5 separate regions of the Sus scrofa genome follow, and all the other regions are linked to region 1. Evidence: chromatin contacts called from public Hi-C and HiChIP or PLAC-seq data. All regions are on one chromosome and are shown on one strand. The core of a region is the stretch at or near the end of the contact, and the rest is flanking DNA. Distances in the headings are between cores, read along the strand shown. Region 1 holds the start of TSPYL1 (testis-specific Y-encoded-like protein 1). Region 2 holds the start of RWDD1 (RWD domain-containing protein 1). Region 3 holds the start of NT5DC1 (5'-nucleotidase domain-containing protein 1). Region 4 holds the start of FAM26F (family with sequence similarity 26 member F). Region 5 holds the start of FAM26E (protein FAM26E).

What was found. Hi-C and Micro-C count contacts between places; a contact is called where the count stands out from the background. HiChIP or PLAC-seq counts read pairs in DNA pulled down with a chosen protein or histone mark.
Region 2: a contact with region 1 is called in a Hi-C map of fetal skeletal muscle, with 2.5 times the contacts expected there. The contact joins the promoter of RWDD1 here to the promoter of TSPYL1 in region 1. A contact is called at or near these places in 2 of 5 promoter capture datasets (fetal liver and liver), 9 of 47 Hi-C or Micro-C datasets (brain, embryonic fibroblasts, fetal skeletal muscle and 5 more) and 2 of 2 datasets of contacts at active chromatin or transcription factors (alveolar macrophages and skeletal muscle).
Region 3: a contact with region 1 is called in a Hi-C map of liver, with 5 times the contacts expected there. The contact joins the promoter of NT5DC1 here to the promoter of TSPYL1 in region 1. A contact is called at or near these places in 3 of 47 Hi-C or Micro-C datasets (heart right ventricle, liver and skeletal muscle).
Region 4: a contact with region 1 is called in a Hi-C map of embryonic fibroblasts, with 2.8 times the contacts expected there. The contact joins the promoter of FAM26F here to the promoter of TSPYL1 in region 1. A contact is called at or near these places in 2 of 5 promoter capture datasets (fetal skeletal muscle and skeletal muscle), 16 of 47 Hi-C or Micro-C datasets (adipose tissue, alveolar macrophages, embryonic fibroblasts and 11 more) and 2 of 2 datasets of contacts at active chromatin or transcription factors (alveolar macrophages and skeletal muscle).
Region 5: an H3K27ac HiChIP or PLAC-seq map of alveolar macrophages shows a contact between it and region 1. The contact joins the promoter of FAM26E here to the promoter of TSPYL1 in region 1. A contact is called at or near these places in 2 of 5 promoter capture datasets (fetal skeletal muscle and skeletal muscle) and 2 of 2 datasets of contacts at active chromatin or transcription factors (alveolar macrophages and skeletal muscle).

The regions. Positions count from the first base shown.
Region 1 is chr1:81,908,079-81,910,778 of Sscrofa11.1, forward strand. TSPYL1 (testis-specific Y-encoded-like protein 1) reads right to left here and starts at 1,383. Exons shown (of 2, transcript XM_003121374.4): 1 at 1,000-1,383; 2 at 1-997. The coding sequence starts at 1,171.
Region 2 is chr1:82,160,117-82,162,816 of Sscrofa11.1, forward strand. RWDD1 (RWD domain-containing protein 1) reads left to right here and starts at 1,255. Exons shown (of 7, transcript XM_001928520.6): 1 at 1,255-1,865. The coding sequence starts at 1,793.
Region 3 is chr1:81,744,534-81,747,233 of Sscrofa11.1, forward strand. NT5DC1 (5'-nucleotidase domain-containing protein 1) reads left to right here and starts at 1,385. Exons shown (of 12, transcript XM_001928200.4): 1 at 1,385-1,661. The coding sequence starts at 1,569.
Region 4 is chr1:82,084,465-82,087,164 of Sscrofa11.1, forward strand. It overlaps FAM26F (family with sequence similarity 26 member F), which reads left to right and starts at 1,317. Exons shown (of 3, transcript NM_001258434.1): 1 at 1,317-1,384; 2 at 1,677-2,259. The coding sequence starts at 1,741.
Region 5 is chr1:82,107,774-82,110,473 of Sscrofa11.1, forward strand. It overlaps FAM26E (protein FAM26E), which reads left to right and starts at 1,269. Exons shown (of 2, transcript XM_021091584.1): 1 at 1,269-1,845. The coding sequence starts at 1,297. The region is part of intron 3 of TRAPPC3L (trafficking protein particle complex subunit 3-like protein); the gene reads right to left. It overlaps FAM26D (protein FAM26D), which reads left to right and starts at 1,762. Exons shown (of 4, transcript XM_021091581.1): 1 at 1,762-1,845.

The DNA of each region.
Region 1 (2,700 bases), core at 133-2,632:
CCAGACTGGAATCCAAAAGGCCTAGGGATCTCCACTGGTTCCCTTATTGGGCGACGTCTGACTCTGCGGACTCCTTCACGCAGCAGGTAGTACTGCAGTGGATTTGGCCACAGGTCCTCTTTAATGATCTCAGCAATTCTGTCAGACTCTGGAAGGCTGTGGTCTGAAAACCAGGTGAAGAAATTGCAGACCACCTCTTGGTTCCTGCGAATGAAGGACTGAGGTTCATGACCCCGGCGCCATATGATTGGAGTGGAGAGAGACACCACTCGGCCAGAGGCTCTGACCTCATATTCCTTGACGATCAGCTTGTTTCTAAAGTAGGGGTTTCTTCGAAAGAAGAACTTGAACTTGCAGCCTGTTCGAGGGTGTCTGAGCTCCTTCACCTCCAAGTTGGTTATGTATCGTAACATCTCTGCATCCTGGCCCCTAATCATGGGGGCCAGCTGGGGGTGGTTCCGAAAGGCAGTGACCCAGAAGCCCGGGATGTTCTGAATGATGTAGTTTCTCCGCTCCAGGTAGTGTCGACGCATCCGCCCGAACTTATGCTCTAGTTGCTGAAAAGCCCGGTCAGCCTGAGCGTTCACAGTGTCCAGTTCCAGCTGGATGGCCTCCAGCGGGTTCATGCGGAGATCCAGACGAAGGGGCCGGTAACCGGCTCGCGCCCTCTCCTCCTCTACCACCACCCTATTCTCCACCATTTCTATTTCTTCACCCACTGGCTGTTCCTCCACCTCCATCTGCTGGTCCACTGCCTCCACCGCCTGGGCTCCTTCCTTCCCCGCCACCTCCTCCAGCACTGGGACTGAGGAGGCGGGGCCCTCTTCGGTCTTCACGTCCTCAGCCTTCGCCTCTGCCATCGCCTCGGACCCCAACTTCTCCGCGCCTCCTGCTTCCATGGCTTTCTTCCCCTCAGGACCGTGCAGCTCTCCCCGGCGACCGCCATTTCCCAGGCTGCCGCCCGTTGCCAGAGCCTTGGACGCGGTTTCCAAGCCTCCGCGGGGGGCGGAGCTTGCTCCTGCCCGGCTCCGCAGTCCCCACCGCCTCGGGGCTGGGTAGCACGGGCACAGCTCGGATCTGGGGGAGCAGCCTGGGGTGCGCCCCGCTCCTCTGGAAGCTGGAGCTGTGGCTGCGTGACGGGCGCCAAGCTCTCCTCGCCCGTCTCCGCCATCACCTGTGACGCCTCGGTTTCCTCACGGAGCTTCGGGCACTGGGAAGGGTCCGGGTCTCCGGGGGCACTGGCAGGGGTAGTAAGTCTGTGGGTTGGGGAGCGAGGAGTCTCCTCGACTCCCTCCGGGCCGCTCGTCCCCAGCAACCAGACCAACGGTAGCTAGTCTGTTTTCCTCACAGAAGCTGCATTCGGCGACAACCAGCCGTTGGTGCCGCCCACTCTCTAGTCTCGCGAGCGTCTCTGTGAGGATGACGTCAGGGCTGTGGATCTCACCGTGACGTGAGAATTCGTTCCTGCTGTAGCTTGTTTGGTATCCTGCTCTGCAGGTGTGTTTGCTTAGTTTTAGTCCCATGTTTTTAAATCAGGTGAACTGGTAATTTGACCTGGGTAAATAAATGCAGCTTGGACTCAGAGAAGCAATGAGAACCTTCCCTGCGATGCATCTGTAAACTACCTCTAGCTTGTATTCTAGGGTAATGAATGGTAGGGGTCCCCAGGGCTACATTGCCTGCTGTCGTCTGAAAACATGTTTTTCTGGTTTTCAGTATTTTCTAGGCAAGAAGGTAAATCTATCCCCTGTTACTCCATTATGGCCGGTAGCAAAATCTTCTCATTATTTTTTAACTAAGATGAATAGTTAATTGTTTCCCTTTTCTCAGGTAGAAGTGACATGAAAACATTAATTCTGGCCTCTAATATCACTGGGAGAAAAAGCTCCTGAGCGACTTTTTTACCACGAAAGTGATGCAGATTATTCCTTGCTAGTCCTAACTTTATAATCTGCATCAAAGAAGGGTTTGTCCTACATAATTTCTGCAAGAATTAAGTCAGGATCGTTTTGCTAAATCTTGCTCCATGGCTCCTCACTGGAATAAATAGAAAAGCAATTTCCAGACCCCTAAACTATTAACCACTTAACGAATTTAGTTCTGCAAAGAGATAGGAAAGGTTGGCTCTGATAAAGTATATATTCATGCAATTAGTTTATAGAGTTTCTTTAAGAGGGATATCAGTGCCTTTGGTTGCTTTAGTTTGTTACTTGTGAGGAAAATGGGTGTTAGAGGATTCCAAGGCCTCAAAGAAATGCCCATAGAGTGTCCAACCTCCATCATTTTTTATGACTAAAGGCCAATTAAAATCGGTAAACAGAAAGGTCATAAGTATAAAATAAACTGCAGAATAACAAGTTTCAGTAAGTTGATTCAAGGTGCAACCAAGTCAAATGTTTTTTGTTCTATTTGCTTTGCCCTGTATAGTAGGCTGCCCAAGATGTCCATGTCTAAACCTTCAGAATCTATGAATGTATTATCTTACCTGGCAAAAGGGACTTTATGGGAATTCCTGGGTGGTCTAGTGGTTAGGATTTGGCACTTTGGCTTGAGTTCAGTCCCTTTTCTGGGAACTGAGATCCCACATCAAGCTGCTGCACACTGCAGCTAAAAAAGGGGGTGTAGACTTTGCAGATATGACTAGGTTAAGGAACAGGAGATTGGAAGATTATCTTGGATTTTTCAGGTGGCCCCTGTGTA
Region 2 (2,700 bases), core at 5-2,504, 250 kb after region 1:
TACCATAGCCTCCTAAAAGGTCTCCATACTTTTAGGCTTGTTGCTCTTAAATATATTTATACTCAGTAGCCACTGGGGTCTTTCTAAAGTAACAGAGTCAGACTGTTACTCTTTAAACTAAACTCCCTGATGACCCTACATGATGTTCATCTGCCACACCAGCTTCCAAAACACCAAGTGGGCTCCCACCTTATGACCTTAGCATTGGCTGTGCCCTCTGCACAGAAGCTCCTTCCCCAATAACTCAATGATTTTTCTGAACTAAGAATATTCAGAACAAGAAGCAACTTGTATAATTCATTTTCATCAGGAGAGTTCCCACTTTTTCCCTAAAAGTTTAAAAGAATGCCTTAAATAGGGAGTTCCCATAGTGGGTCAGGAGAAACAAATCTGATTAGTATCCATGAGGATGCAGGTTTGATCCCTGGCCTTGCTCAGTGGGTTAAGGATCTGGCATTGCCTTGAGTTGTGGTTCAGGCTGGCAGCTACAGCTCTGATTCAACCCCTAGCCTGGGAACCTCCATATGTCGCCAGTGCGGCCCTAAAAAACAGACAAACAAAAAAACCCCACAAAACTGGTTCCCCCTACTATACAAGTAAAACCAGCTTTAATATAGAAAACAAAACAAAGGAAAATACAAACGAGTGTGAAAAACCTTTTATTATGTCTGAAAACTGTTTGGAACTTTAAATCTTTTAATATGTCCTTTCATTTTTTTTGCATTAAAAAAAACTTAATACAACCACGTTTCTTATAAACACAAATAGCTAATTAGCAGTCTTTCCTCAAAAGCATTCTGTTAAGCCATTTCCTTAGCTTGTGTCATAACAGTTCTTTGATAATCCTCCGTAACTGCTGCGATGAACTGGAAGAGAACATTATTACAATGTCATTATTTCTTTAGTTTCATTCTCCCAAATAAAAGGTTCTGACTCTTTTTCGGAATAATGATAATTACTTTTACATTGCTTACCAAAACTGTTAAAGAAACTTAAACACCCATTTCTTCAATTCACAGAAATATGCTATCAGACATATTTGGATCTATATTAAGCCGAGTTCATTTTACAAATTCAAAAGCGAAGCCTAGAGATCTGAATCTAGAACTAAGGTCTACGGACTTTGAGTTGATTTCTCCCCAGATTCTCTGAGGCTATTCAGCCCGATCCAGTACTAGAACTTCTGCTCTTCTGCCCACACTCCCATGGGACGTCAAGAACTTGAAGGTTCGAGAACCGTACAAATCACCTAGGACCCGTCACTAGCCAGCACTAAGACGCGAATCTGTCCCGTCGGTCTCCGCTACCAGGTCACAACCCGGAAACCGGAAACAAATTTGGCGGGGGGCCCAAACGTGCCGACCCTGGCTACCCAATGCGCCCCCGGCACGCCGGGCCGGCCTCAAGCCCAGATACATCGAGCGAAGTGCTATGTTTGTTGAGGGGCTTCTCAGGCTCAGGCCCTGCAAAGCCCAGGAACCAATTCTTAGGTGTCCGTGGCAAATGCCAGACCAGACGCCAATCCTATCCCAGCAAATCCCGACCGGGCGTGGGTCAGGCAGCCCAGCAGCCAGGCCTAACGAGTCGAACGCGGAACTAGGGAGCAGCCGGAGGCCCCTTCGGGGAGGTTGCTCAGCAGGCCTAGCCTGGCTTTGGACCCCAGGCCTTCCAGACGGGGACTCTGCGCCTGCGCCCGCCGGGGCGCTGCCTGCTCTCCCGGCGCGGCCGCGGTACCGGCTGCAGCGCGCCGCCTGGGTGTCTGGGTGATCCATGGGCTGCAGCGAGGGCCGCGATGACAGATTACGGCGAGGAGCAGCGCAACGAGCTGGAGGCTCTGGAGTCCATCTATCCTGACTCCTTCACAGGTGACTTCCGCGGCCGCGGGCCTGCAACTACCTGGCTGTGGAGTGGGACGGGCCGCAGCCTCCACGGCCTTCGGCATCCCGGGCCAGGATGGAGAAGGGAACAGCGAGGCCGCGTGGCCTCCTCGCCCACCACTTTCCTCTAGTTCTCGCGAAGTGTGTACAAGCATTTACTAGCGACTCTATGGCTGTTTCCCCCTCTCCGCTAGTTCCCTGAAATCTCAAAGTCCGGGCGAGGCTGGCGAGGTACCTGGAGTTTCAGGCAGGCCTGGGATTCAGTCGGGGGCGCTTTGGTTTTTGTGTCACTTAGCAGCCAGGGATTTAGTAAAACGAACGTGGATATTTCAAGTGGGAGGAATCTTTCCAGAGCCGCAGAAGTGTCAGCTTTCACATTTTCTCCTTTATTCAGGTAGAAGCTGTTTTTCCTAAGATGGTGTTTTAAAGTTTGTGAGTTCTCAAAGTTACCCAGAATCAGTTTTGAGAGTAGCGCGGTCCCTGAAGTTCGTTGTTTTTCTTTTCTTTCTTTAAAAAAAAATTTTTTTTCTTATTAACATTCTGACATTTTGCCCAATGCCCAAATGAATGAGGGGGCCCAAATTTCAGTTCCGTGAGATCACAGGTAACTGAACTAATAGTAGGGTACCAAACATCATCTAGCCTGGCTTCCTCTTGCTAGAAGCAAAGTAATGGAAGCTCAGGAAAGGTTAAATGCCTTGCTCTGGGTTGGCTAGCAAGTTAGTGTCAGGACTGGTAGTAAGAGTTAGGGCTGGGACTTGGGATCCAGCTGCAGCTGGGATAAGGGGGAGTGGAAGATTACTTGGTAAGTCAGGCTAACATA
Region 3 (2,700 bases), core at 135-2,634, 160 kb before region 1:
GTATGTATTTATTTATTTTTATAGCCACACCTGTGGCGTATGGAAGTTCCCAGGCTAGAGGTTGAATCTGAGCTGCAGCTGCAGGAGTACACCATAGCCACAGCAACACCAGATTTGAGGTGCATCTGTGACCTATGCAGCAGCTTGAGGCAACTCCAGATCCTTAACCCACTGAGCAAGGCCAGGGATGGAACTCACACCCTTGGGGACATGATGTCTGCCTGCTGAGCCAGGAGACTCTCTTAAATGATTTTAAAGATCTCAAAGTCTTAGTCCTTCATATCCAGGGATTCTCAGAAATAAATGCTCTGAGCATCCATTGTATGTAATGAATTAACTTTTCTCCTATACATCCAAAACGATACTGGCTATATACAGTCCTTGAGAGAATTGAGAACATTGTCACTCAAATCACTGTGTTCTATAAATTTTAAAACCTCTGTTTGCATAAAATTCTCTCTTTTATGGTATGTTCTATGAAGTTTCCAACGTCCTTTCATAGAAACATTCATTACAATTAAAAAAAATAGGATAATCAAATAACAACCAATATTGGTTTCCTTAATCATTGTCATTTTGCAAAATGGTCCTTCACGATTTCTAATAACTTTATTTTCTAACGTCTCCAGGGGATGAAATGTTGAAAGCCCTCCCACTATTTACTATGGAATATAAGATTTTTATTTATTTATTTATTTGTCTTTTTTCCATTTCTAGGGCCACTCCTTTGGCATATGGAGGTTCCCAGGCTAGGGGTCGAATCGGAGCTGTAGCCACCGGCCTACGCCAGAGCCACAGCAACACGGGATCCGAGCCACATGTGCGGCTTACACTACAGCTCATGGCAACGCCAGATCCTTAACCCACTGAGCAAGGCCATGGAACGAACCAGCAACCTCATTGTTCCTAGTCGGATTCGTAAACCACTGTGCCACGATGGGAACTCCTGGAATATAAGACTTTTAAAAATTTAATCCATAGTTAGAGATCTCGTGGGGAAAAAAATCTTCCAAATTATAGGCTAATTGGGTCAGAGGGATATTAGTGGATAAAATTTTCTCCATAATCTTACATTATTTCGCATATAAGAATAAAAGGGTCAGGTGTAACTTGATAGTCCCTTGGTTTCCCAGGCGCCTGGAAAACGAAGGGAAGCCCGGGTTAATTTTGTGGCTAAGGCTACCTTCCAACAGGGTCTTAGTTGCGCCCCAAATCCTGCAGTAGTGGCACGGCTCCAGGTCACATCCTGCGTTCGGCCTTCACGGAGGGAGTGACGGTGGTAACGGTGCGGCAGGAGCCTGCATGTGGGTGCCAGCAGATCTCCCAGCTGCGAAGCTGCGGGCGGAGAGCCAGGCAGGCCGGCCGCGAGGGGCGGGCATAAGCGTGGCCGGGGGCGGGGCTGGCGGGCGCGGGAAGAGCTAGAGGCCTCCGCGCCGCGTCCACGGGGCGGCCGCAGCCCCGCCCCGTCCCGCCCCGCCGCGTCGTGCCGGGCCGTCCCGCAGCGTCCTCTCTGCGCACTCCTCGCCGGGTACCCGCGTGTAGGCGCTTGCCGGTGCACCCCGCGCACTATGGCTCAGCACTTCTCCCTGGCCGCCTGCGACGTGGTCGGCTTCGACCTGGACCACACTCTGTGTCGCTACAACCTGCCCGAGAGCGCTCGGGTGAGTGGCGCGGGCTGCCGGGGCGCACGGCGTGCAGCCTCCATGGCGGCTGGGGCTCGAGTTTCCTCCCGGCTTCCGCGGCGGCGACGGCGGCGAGCGTCGCCGGGGCCCTGCAGCCGCCGCGCCTTTGCGCAGGAGTCGGCCTCCCACCGCGAGGCGGGGAGGAAATGTGCATCCCCTCTGTCCCTGCCGATCCTGGGGGCGCCCGCTTATTTAGCTCAGCCCATAGCCAAGTTTGAGAGATGAGTAGGGAAGAAAAGGGGCGAAGGAGAGGGTTAAATCGTGCAAGATCGGGCTGGGGAAGCGGTTCCTGGGGCAGAGGAAGGGCGGGATTAGGGGACCTGGGGGTGTCCTTTGCAGATCCCTGGCCTTGGAATTTCTCTGCTAATCATTCTGACCACCCGCAGAGCATCGATACAGCCACCTGGTTAGCGACATATATTTTCCTTGGCTGTATTTTTTTCTTTTGCACATCCATGCGACCACCTGTCAGTTTTTAAACCCTGCAGTCTGGGAAGGATTGTGTGGTATATAGGAAGAAAGACTAACCGACAAGTTCTTAAGATCTTAGCTCTGATTTCGCCTTTTACCAGGAGAAGGAAATAAATATTGCTCACCTACTGCGTGCTCCATGTACCTTGAGTGAGTTCTGTCCCTGACAACAGCCTGGGTCCTCAGTGCACTTTAGGAGGAAGGGAGAAGTGGAGGATGTATGATTCTACACTTATGACCTTAAATGAATTGTTCTCCTTCTCCCATTCCTTTGGTTTCGCAAGGAAACTTACTGTGAAAAAATAACAGAAAAAAATATTTTAAGTCAAAGGTCTAAGTATCCAAGTCAGAAAAGCTGGTTATGGTAGTCAAAGGGAGGACTCTGCGGTCAAAGTGCCTTTCAGGCAAAGGCCTTCTGTTACTACTCCGTGACCTTGGGCTAGTTACTTAACTTGTGCCTGTTAGTTTCCCCATCTGTAAAGTGGGGCTGATAGTTGGATTTACCCAGAAAGGTTGTTGCAAGGATTAAAAGGGAAAAGGGTAGAGT
Region 4 (2,700 bases), core at 67-2,566, 180 kb after region 1:
TAAGGGAGATTTGGATAAAGCCATCCGTCCAAACTTTGTGGACATGGTGGGATTTGTTCACGATGGTGTGTGGAAAGGGTCAAAGGGGAGGCAACAGCTGAGGAGTAAAGTGGCAGTAAAGAAGAGGGCAGCAGTAAGAAGAGAGTCACCCAAGTGAAAAAGGAAGGAAGATTTTTTGCAGATGTGCGACTACAGAGATGATCGTCCTAGCAGAAGTGATTTGCCTCAAACACGTAACTTTGATGCAAAATTAGAGGAAGCTGGCAGTACCTGGTATAATCTCAGAGCAATGGGCCCCTACTGTCCTGCATGACAAAAGGACCCTGATCTGGGGATCTTTGTAAACACTCACACAGATAGAATAGCTATTCACTACAAGAGATGGAATGGTGGTTTTGTGCCAGCACTGGTGGTCGGAGTTGCAACCTAAGAAGGCAAGTTGGATTAAAGAAAGAAATGATATGTTTCTCCCCCTTTCTCTAACAATTCACTGGATTTGGTAGGCTACTTACTCTTCCCAAATAAATAAGGCAAATCGAGTGGATGGGCTAGAGCAGTGACCAGTTCACTGGCACACCCTTGTGTATAAAGGTGCTTTGTAGAGGCTACTCAAGTTACTTGTCTCAGTCTGGGAAAGTGAGCACTATAATTCTGCTTTTACAAATGAGCACGCTGAATGATAAAGGAGCTAACTTATTACACACACATACACACACAAAATGCCCCTAACTTCAGAGCCTATGTTCTTTCAAGTACACTCTAGAACCACAGATTAAGGCTCAGTTTCACGGAAGTGGTTACAGCTTGTGTCAGAAGAACGCTACTTGGAGAAAATTGAAAACGGAGGAAACAGCATGTTAGATGCAGCTGTGATGCTGTAGCTTGAAATTTTTTGGGTTCAGTTAGTGTTTCTTGAACAACCACGTATCCCCCTCCCCTGCCGATCAACTTGGGGGTCACTGAGTAAGAATTTGACACTCTTCCATGCACTGCTGGTGTTAGGACATACCTTCAGGGGGCGGGGGGCGGGGGCAGAAGTCAATACAATACATTCAGGCTAATATCCTTTGAGAGATCAGGCAGAGGAGAGAACAGGGGTAGTTCTGTCCAGAAGGGGGACAGGAAGGACATAGACAAACTAGAATTTGGGCTGGGCTTTGTGGTTAGTTTATAAAAGAGAAACTGGAAATTTGTTCTTGAATAATGCTTCCTGTAAATGATAGGGGTTTGCGGCAGCGGGGGGCGGGGGGCGGCGACTCTTTGGTCTGACTGGGAGTTGGTTTAGAATCCAGGGTGGCTGCAGTGATAAAAATCCAGTATTTTTCCCAGTTTGCCCAAATGCAAAGTATTCTATCCATTGGATGACTGCGTAGGGTCATGAAAGGTAAGGAAAGTCCCCTGGTTGCTTATCAGTTGGAAGTAAACAAAGGTTTCAACGGAACAGGGCCTATCTTCAGGCAGTCCCTGGGGAAGGGTCACCAGTACGTCCTCTTCTGGGGGCGGGGGTTGGGCACCAGAGAAGTCAATGGTGCCTGTGATTGGGTCTGCCACAGCTAGTTTGGCTGAAATAAGAAAGCGAAAGCTCAGTCCAGAGAAGCCCTATTCCTTTTTTCGGAAAAAGCTGATTAGCAAAGCACAGGAAACCCCAGACCCCAAGACTCCCCAAATCATTCCAGGAGCTGGGCCGCGAAGAGGCAGAAGCCTCTGGACCTGTCTCTGGAGCCCTGAGATAGGAGCGCCATGGAGAAGTTTCGGACGGTGCTGGACCTGCACCTCAAGCATCACAGCGCGCTGGGCTACGGCCTGGTGAGCCTGCTGACCGCTGGCGGGGAGCGCATCTTCTCCACCGCGGTGTTCCAGTGCCCGTGCAACGCCGCCTGGAACCTGCCCTACGGTCTGGTCTTCCTGCTGGTGCCGGCGCTGGCGCTCTTCCTGCTGGGCTACGTGCTGAACGCGCGCACCTGGCGCCTGCTGACCGGCTGCTGCGCCCGGCCGGGCTGCGGCGGGGGGCTGCGGACCTTTGTGGTGTGCGCGCAGCTCAGCGCGGCCGCCGCGGTTGCACCGCTCACTTGGGTGGCGGTGGCGCTGCTGGGGGGCACCTTCTACGAGTGCGCGGCTAGCGGGAGCGCGTTCCAGGCGCGGCGCCTGTGTCCCGGCCGCGACTCCCGCTGCGAGGTCCAGATGCCGCTGGTGCCCTGCGGGCAAGCCCAGGTGCCCGAGGTGCAGGAGTTGCACAAGGAGCTCAAAGCCCAGTCGCAGGTCAGGCTCCCGCGCTGGACGAGGACTGGAGAGGGGCAGGCTCCTGGGGGGAGGGAGAGGTAAAATCCGTGCCCTTTCTCAGACCATCCACACCTGGAGACAAAGGAAGAGGACTATTGGCGTCTGAAGAGCCTGATAGGCGAATACTGAAATAAAAGTAAGGAAAAGGAGGAAGGCACTCGGATAGTGTCAGGCACCCAGTCACTCTGTGCCAGACGCCGCGCTGGGCCCTTTACTTCCCTTATTATTCTCTAGTGTCTTTATAGGAAATGCACTGAGTCTGGGTCAACTTGTTTGTCCAGCCAGAATTGTTACAATAAAATGGGTCTGCTTGGCTCTAAAGCCTTCACCCCATACTGCTTCTGGGCTGGTAAAAAGGCTCTTCGAAATGAACGCTTGTTTCTTTGGATTTGCCCAGATTCCACGTTTTGAGTTCCAAGG
Region 5 (2,700 bases), core at 19-2,518, 200 kb after region 1:
CTCAGTAACTCTTTGGAAAACAAATTATTGAGTAAGTATCCATTCTGCATTTGACATTCTGTTTCGGCCCAGAATACAAAATTTAATATGATGTAGTTCCTATTTAATAAGGGCTCATAGTCAAAAAGGAGCTATAGGTATTAAACAAATCATGGCAACATTATGATCAGTTCTGAAAGTACAATGTTATACATTAGGAAGCCTTTGAAATATTCACAGAGTTTTATTTTTTTATTTTATTTTATTTTATTTTTTATTTTCCCACTGTACAGCAAGGGGGTCAGGTTATCCTTACATGCATACATTGCAATTACAGTTTTTCCCCCACCCTTTCTTCTAGAAATATTCACAGAGGAAGAAGCTCCAACGCTATTCATGAATGTTGAGTGAGCATTTGCCAGGTGGACAAGACCAGGTGTGTGGGAAACTGAGGGGGGAGAGAAGGAACATGTTGAGGGCTTGAAATACCCTGATGGGGTCCACGGGAAGCTGGTAACTATCAACTTGTGGGCAGCAGGGTGCCCCAAAGGTGTGAGTAGACTAGGGGACAACTGGATTTCTGTTTTAGAAGGATCTCCTTGGTGTCAGCATGGAGGATGGATTTAGGGTTGAGAGTGGGGGTGGGCATGAGGTCAAAGGCAGAGATACCAGTCAAGAGGTGACTATGACAGCCTAGGAAAGAAATGATGAGGCCCCTTCTCATTTTGCATTTCATTTAAACTCCAACTCTCCTTGAACTTTTCCATATAAATCTCAAATAGCCGACATCCTAAAATTTGGTTCAAGTCACTAGTCAGAGAGGATGTGAAATGATTCTTCCAGATCTTAAGTCAAAGTTGCCAAATTCCTAGGTAAAAGGAGAAAAATACCATCATGAAACCCTAGGCTTGGAGAATCGAGTTGGCTCCCAATTGGTGGTAGCCCAATTTCTGCTAATGTTGATTGGTCTGGTTGGAAAATTTCTAGACTGTTATTACCTGTAAATGTCGGAATTTCTTTCTGATGCTCAATCCAAGCCACATGAAAGTAACATAAAAACCGAGGCTGTTCACTTTGAATTTACTCTGATAATCTGTGTTCTGGCTCTAGTTTCACGGCCCAATATCCACCAGTAGGAGGCGTTATGGGAACACTGTTAGGAAATATTCATTCCTAAGGAATGACATTGTTTCCTTATCTGGCTGAATTCAGTCTGAGAAGGAGGACTGTTGTTTCTAATGAAGAAAGAGCTCCACCCTCGGCCACTGCCACAGCCGCTCAGCCAATAAATAAGAGCAAAGCATTTTCCCTTTGTGTATGTCCAACATGGATGCTTTTCAGGGGATTTTAAAATTCGTCCTCAACCAGAAAACTGTTATTGGCTACAGCTTCATGGCTCTGCTGACCGTGGGAGGTGAGCGTCTCTTTTCACTCGTGGCTTTTAAGTGTCCCTGCAGCACAGAGAATGTGGTCTACGGCTTGGTTTTCCTTTTTGCTCCTGCCTGGGTGTTACTGATCCTGGGGTTCTTTCTGAACAACAGGTCCTGGAGACTTTTCACAGGCTGCTGTGTGAATCCCAGGAAAATCTTCCCCAGAGGCCACAGCTGCCGCTTCTTCTATGTCCTCGGTCAGATCACGCTGAGTTCCTTGGTGGCTCCGACCATGTGGCTTTCGGTGGCTTTGCTCAACGGGACTTTTTATGAATGTGCCATGAGCGGGACCAGAAGTCCAAAACTCCTGAGGTTGATCTGCAAGGACAAGCCCAAAGAGTGCTGGAACGAGCTTCACAAAGTATCTTGTGGGAAAACCAGCATGACCTCCACGGACAGCGAAGAATTGAAACTGTCCCTGCAAGCCCAGTCCCAGGTAAGAAGGACAGATGTGACTTTTTTTTCCCCAGCCTGAGAGGCTGAAGTGTTCTCTCTGACCTCCGTTCAGCCAGGGCTGAGTCTGAATCCTGCTAGAACATTTTGAAACTCAATGGAAATTAGAACACGGTGCAGCCATTAGACAGTTCTCAGGAAAAGCTTTGTAGAAGTTGGCTGGCTAATAAAATTGTTGCTTGGATTGTCTTTTCCGTTTCCGAAAAGAAAAATAGCCTCTGAGTTATACAGATGGAAATGCTTAAGAACTTGAAAATAATGCCTGGGTTGCATTGTAAACAATGCACGATACTAACACATAATAGGGTGTTAATGGCAGAACTGTAATTAGAAATTATTGCCTCTATCAATTACTTATTTTTAAACTGGTTTTTCAGAAAAAAAAAAAAAAACCAACACATAGACATTCACCTATTAAAGTCCAGCTGAACCAAATGAGCTAAGACCTTTTAAAGTTGCACATGATATAATTAGTAGAGAGATTCCCTTGACTGATTACTGGTGACTTCTATCTCTCTGGATAAACACTGTCAAGGGGGAGAATTTCCTGTATTAAGTGGGTGTTGGCAGCCTTTAAATAGCCTTCAGTGAAACAGGACCATATTCTCCAGGGAGGCTCTGTCCTAAGTTCTTGGTGCTCTAAGCTAAAAAAGTTCTTACATTACTTTAGAAGATCGAGATTTGGGGCATTGTTTTATTTAAGAGAAGGAAATCATAGCTTTACCTAAATGATGCAAAGAAGTGGCTTGTCAGCCTTCCAGGCCCATGAGCACAAATCCAGATGTGAGCCTTGCCCTGGCCTCAGGAAAAGACTGAATTCCTGCTTGTGAGGAGAAGA